2 separate regions of the Mus musculus genome follow, and region 1 is linked to region 2. The links are chromatin contacts, called in public promoter capture Hi-C maps. All regions are on one chromosome and are shown on one strand. The core of a region is the stretch at or near the end of the contact, and the rest is flanking DNA. Distances in the headings are between cores, read along the strand shown. Region 1 overlaps Tacc1 (transforming, acidic coiled-coil containing protein 1). Region 2 overlaps Adam32 (a disintegrin and metallopeptidase domain 32).

What was found. Capture Hi-C pulls out chosen DNA fragments and counts their contacts.
Region 1: a contact with region 2 is called in a promoter capture Hi-C map of pancreatic islet. The contact joins two enhancer-like sites. A contact is called at or near these places in 2 of 9 other capture datasets (embryonic stem cells and pancreatic islet).

The regions. Positions count from the first base shown.
Region 1 is chr8:25,160,796-25,163,710 of GRCm38.p6, reverse strand. Tacc1 (transforming, acidic coiled-coil containing protein 1) reads left to right here. Exons shown (of 13, transcript NM_177089.5): 12 at 2,396-2,516. Among named protein-coding and RNA genes, the nearest start is that of Mir8108, 3.0 kb to the right of the region's middle. Within about 2 kb of position 1,545, at least 3 of the 459 cell types and tissues checked have an H3K27ac peak or open chromatin away from gene starts, as enhancers often do. A contact at or near this core is called in pancreatic islet, where this site is marked.
Region 2 is chr8:24,863,348-24,866,174 of GRCm38.p6, reverse strand. Adam32 (a disintegrin and metallopeptidase domain 32) reads left to right here. Exons shown (of 22, transcript NM_153397.2): 18 at 1,723-1,828; 19 at 2,630-2,786. Among named protein-coding and RNA genes, the nearest start is that of Adam5, 40 kb to the right of the region's middle. Within about 2 kb of position 1,309, at least 15 of the 459 cell types and tissues checked have an H3K27ac peak or open chromatin away from gene starts, as enhancers often do. A contact at or near this core is called in pancreatic islet, where this site is marked.

The DNA of each region.
Region 1 (2,915 bases), core at 296-2,795, 300 kb before region 2:
CTCTATCATGATTGACTCTTCTTTGCCCTTCCTGTTGTAACTTAGTGTGTCACATATGAGGGGCACTGGCTTTCATTGCAAATTGTAATTCAATTTCCAACTTAATATTTGTGTGTATGTGTGTGTGTTGACCCTGTCTATGAAGAAGAGAGTAAATCTTTGTTTTGTTTTTACTGTTGTGGGATTGAACCCAGAGTTGGCACATACTTGACAAAGAGCTCTGCCTTAGCGCTCTCTCCTCAGCTTTGCAGTGTGCTGTGATGGCAGGAAGATGACTTACTTCAGGGTTTTTGAGTCAGGGTCTCCCCCTATAGTTCAGGTGGACCTTGAACTTGCCTCGGCCTCCTGGGTGCTAAACTTAATGGCATGTGACACCATATATTCAAAGGTGACAAGAGTCACTTTGTTTGCAGTTTCTGGATTCCCTATGACAGCGTTCCAGGTAGAGAGAATTTTCTTCCCATTTCCCTTCTAACACTCTTAGGACTTTCAGTCCTGAAGTCCACTAATACATTTTGGAATTTACCCCAGAGAATGGTGTTTTTGGTTTTTTGACACAGGGTTTCTCTGTATAGCCCTGGCTGTCCTGGAACTCACTCTGTAGTCCAGGCTGGCTTCAGAAATCGACCTGTCACTGCCTCCCATGTGCTGGGATTAAGACAAGCTCTTTTTAAAAGATGAAATCTCACTGTGTACTCCTGACTTGCCTGGAACTCCTCTCAAACTCAGAGATCCCCCTGCCTCTGCTGGGACCAAGGGACAAGTGCCATGATCGTCAGCTTCCACCCTAGTTTCTAACTACAAAGTAGTACAGTTGGTGCATTCTGTGGTCCGTACTTCTAGCTTCAAAAATGTCTCTCCTCTACACTCTCTTATGGCCTCATTAAGGATTTCGTTGTTGTGTGTCCTTCTGTTGTGTTTGTGCTTTACAAGCTACAAAGATGGTATCTTCCTATTGTTGTTGCTTTGAGATATACATCAAAATAGCCTACACATTTTCCTTGTCATGTAATGGCATATTAGAACCATTTTCCATGTCAGAACACACAGCTCGGTCTAATTCCATTATTAGACCGTAGGATCTTTTTAGAAAACATTTCATTTATTTTTATATCATGCGTGTGAGTATTTTGTCTGCATGTATGTCTGCATCACCTGCATGCCTGATGCCCATGGAGGCCAGAAGAGGGTGAGCCACCATGTGGAGCCTGGGTCCTTTGTCAGAGCAGCCAGTACTCTTAAACACTGAGCCAACTCTGACTGCGACTGTCTTTCTTTACTGATGAGCATTTAGACTGGCTCAGACTCTCCATGTTGAAAGCAGACACATTAGCAGGTTATTTCTGTGCAGAGTTAGCAAAAGATGGAATTACTGTGTCCTGAGATATGTATATTTTGGGTTTTCTTCATTCCCACTTTGTGCTTCCCCTCCTTCCCTGTTTTGTCGTGGTTCTGTTGTTCTTTGAGTTCTTAGGACAAGACCATACTGTACTTTTGACCACGCACAGCTCAGCGATAGGCCACCCACTCAGCAGGCACAAGATCCTGGCTTCAGTCATCTTCCCCTCCCCCCACCCCACCCTGCACACATCACGCCACCCAAAGTGCTTAGCACATTAATTTTTATGTCTCCTTGCTGGTGAGGTTGTGGCAGCTTTGTGGATTAGCCAGATGTTTATTAAGTGACCTGCTTCCTCTCTGATCTCATTGATAAAGACACTTCTGAGGTCAATAACTCACAGACATCGGTAGGGCAACAGTTGACAGTGGGAAAACCTGGGATTATTCCACATGAGAGCCTGTCACTCTAATACAAAGGTCAGACTGCCACGGGCAGGTGCTTTGCTGTAGAGTGGCCTTCATGCACCGTTTACTTGGAAAGGAAGTCTGTTGGACGACTCCTTTAAAAACTAGGATTGTTATGAAATTACCTAATTCATTTTCCGCATGAAACACAAAACTTGAAGAATATTGATTTCTGCCGCCAGGATGTCCCATGGAAAAGTGCTTAGTGGTTTCATATAAATTGCATTTTGTAGGTCACTGGTTCCTGGTTTCCTCTGATCACGCAGTCAGTTCATTTGAGTCTGTATAGAAATTTATTTATTTACTTATTTATTTATTTATTTAAATATATGCATGCTCTGCCTGCATGCCGGAAGAGAGCATCAGCTCCCATTATAGATGGTTGTGAGCCACCTTGTGGTTGCTCGGGACCTCTGGAAGAGCAGCCAGTGCTCTTCTTAACCACTGAGTCATCTCTCCAGCCCCGAGTCTATGTTTTGTGAAAGTCAGCAGTTGGCATCCCGTCTTCCTGCCTCTCTGTCTGTCCCTGGTCGCTAATCTGTGTCCTTTTTTATCTCTTCTCCCAAACGAACCCAAAACACCATCACAGAGCCAACGAGGAGATTGCTCAGGTTCGCTCCAAGGCGAAGGCTGAGAGTGCCGCTCTCCATGCCGGACTCCGGAAGGAGCAGATGAAGGTGGAGTCCCTGGAGAGGGCTCTTCAGCAGAAGGTATGGAGGGGTCTGTCATGGAGGGGCTCCTGTCGCTGACACAGGGACATCTGGCTGCCCTCCTCCACTCTGGCTCCTGTCAGTCCTTGGTAGACCTAGCTTGTCACAGATCTGGAGCAAGGAAGGTGGCTTTGATCTTTTTACTCAGTTGCTGCAGGCTGGCTCCCTTATGAAGTGATTCTCGGGACACACATCACATTATTAACCAAGAGTAGCAGGAGTCCTCAGCCACTGCTAGGTTTCAGAAGGCAAACACGGTGTTTTAGCCAGGAGTCCAGGGGCTTGGACACGTGGTCTGGGTCCCACAGCTGCCTTTCATTCTCGCTGTGTGCTTTTGCGCAGCAAGCGAAGCACCTTTCCTTTCACTGCTGTGGTCCCTCAGCTTTCAGAGCAGAGCTG
Region 2 (2,827 bases), core at 60-2,559:
TTCCTTTATAGGCAATAATCTCTCTTTCATCAAACTGGGAGTGCTGACAACCTGTGCATGTTTATGTTGACAATCACTAGGCCTTTCTGGTGAACTGTTTCCTTCATTGCTTCTAATTTTGCCTTGTGGTCACCTTTTAGGATATCTGTGACATATGTGTAAATGTATTTATATGATGTATAAATGTATGTATGTATAAATATACATATAGTTAGGATATATATCACATATTTAGGATATATGTCACAGATTATATATCATATATATTTAGGATATATATTACATATTTATTCAGGATATACATCATATATATATTTAGGATATACATCATATATATATATATATGATATATAACATATGTTCAGGACATACATGCACATCTAATTCCTGATGTGTGTTTGTGTGTGTGTGTGTGTGTGTGTGAGAGAGAGAGAGAGAGAGAGAGAGAGAGAGAGACTGCAGCTCACACTCAAGATTTAACATCTCACTACACCATCTTCACGCTTCCCTTTCTACAAACCTGTGTGCTCATCAGGGCAGGTGCTGTCCCACCCTCACCTCAGAGAATAGTCATCTGTTTGTTTGTTTGTTTGTTTATTAGTAAATCTAATCAGCCAGCCTGTGTCATGTGATATTAAAGAGTATTTGCTTGTCACGTTTTGAGACAAGTACCTACTTTGGAGCCCAAGCCTGCCTAAGAACCAGTGTCTTTTCTGCCTTAGCCGTGTGAGTGCTGGGGTTCTAGGCTTGTGCCTCCACACCTGGCTTTGGCTTTAAGGGTTCTTCTGCATCCTTCCCAGCAGTGCATCTCTAAAGTCCCATGGAGGAGACTTTGTAGTGATGCCTGTCTGTGGCTCTAAATGTCCTTTTGCACACTACTTCTCTCTATATATGGCTAATGCTCTGCTGTAATTTAGTTGAATGGGCTTTCAACTAAAGATTACAGCATCAGGTCCTTCTAGCCCCTGATGTTCACACCAGAGTCCTCAAAAGTAAGGCCACGATGGATCATGTTTGAATTATTGTTTATCTGAGTGATGAACTCGGGACGATGATGTGAGGACTTTCTGTGTGAACTAGTCTGTTGATGGTGCTTCTCACTGTGATTTTTTTTCATTGCCAATAATTTTCATTTGGCTCCCTGCCCCCAAATCTCAATTTCTTTGCATTTAGAAAATTTATTCTCATGGAAGTTGCTGAGGTTTTTTTTTTTTTTTTTGTTTCGATTTAGATCCAGTTAAGATGGCATTAAGCTGAGTAACAGGAAAAGCATCCAATTGCTAGTAAATGATTCACAATCAGCCTGGGGAAGGTCCAGGTCTTTCCTTGTAAAGGCTGATGGCTGAAACAGCCGACAGTCTACAGAACCTAGACAAGGGAAAAGACAGATGCTGACATCTGGCCTACTGCCTGCAACACACTGCCAGGTTTAGAGATGATCTATGTGCCTGAAACTGCTCTCTAAATTTAAGGGCAAACATTTGAATTCACTACAGTTTCTTCATACAAATATAAGTCTCTCTTCGCAGTTTTTAAACATGTCTTCCTTTGATGTGTGAGTTTTAGCCTAAGAAACCAGATATTCCCTCTATGGAATTCTCTATTTAAATCAAAATGAATTCAGTCATTCTTGGCTAAGATAAAAAAGTAAATATTATAACCTAGCACATAATTTCATAATTAGAAGAAAATCATTTACACTAACATTCAAACTAACCCTAGGTGTGCAATTCTCATGGTGTCTGCCACTGCAATGCCGGCTACTCACCTCCCAACTGTCAATATCCTACGACAAAAAGGTCAGCATCGCTGTGGTCTGGCAAGCACGGCAAGTATCTCTGTCTTTAAATAGCTATTGAGAAAAAGTTATAAGATCACTTATTTTCATCCAAAGAAAGCCACATTTTACCACCTGGAAAGAGACTGATAATATTTGGAATCAAAAGATTTTTTTTCCTCAAATAATGGGACCAAATATTATTAACTCTGCTCATAGTTTCTGTTACATGGGTGTGAGGCCAGTAGGGTGCCTTGGGCTATCCGTTTTTTTCTTTTTTCTTTTTTTTTCTCTTTCTCTTTCTCTCACTTTCTCTTTCCCTCCCTCCCCCTCCCCCTCCCCCCTCTCATTCTGACATCTCTATCATTTGGGAGAGATCCGCATCTGCTTTTTATCACATTTACAAATTGTGTGGGAACTCAGTAATGCAATTTGATGTATAGAAATACAATCCTAAGGTAGGAAGATAATAATCTGTTGCCTACAAAGGAGGTACTATATTAGCATAGTGAGGTTCTGTTGAGAATCCTGTAGTGAGTGAAAGTCAGGCAGTCTTACTGTAAGCAACCTGCACTTCAGATCACTAGATTTCCAGCACTCACAGGGCTATAAGGGGGTTTTATTGTAGTCACGAAATGGTGTAGAATAGTCTGGAAACCTTTGAAACATTGTTTCCATGTCTTGGGGTCGATCTTAGATAAAGTTTCAAATGCTGTGCTACTGTACTTAACTTTTCCATGTTACTTAATTGACAAGGGGGGGGGGACGACCAAAAGAAATCATTTAAATATATTTATTGTATCTTGAAAGTAAATTATGCCTTCTAATGGCTCACATACCTTTTATTTTTAGATCTGCCCATGGAAAGAGCATCTAAGAACCAAGAAAAGAAGTGGCTTTTAAGTTTGTACATTGTCTTAATTATCCTCGCTTCAGTGTTCCTCATAGGCACAGGGTGGAAAGGCTTGAAACAGTGCGGTTCCAAGGAAGAGGAGTCCATGAGTAGCGAGTAAATTGGACTTATGTTTCAAAGTTACATTAAAGTAGCAT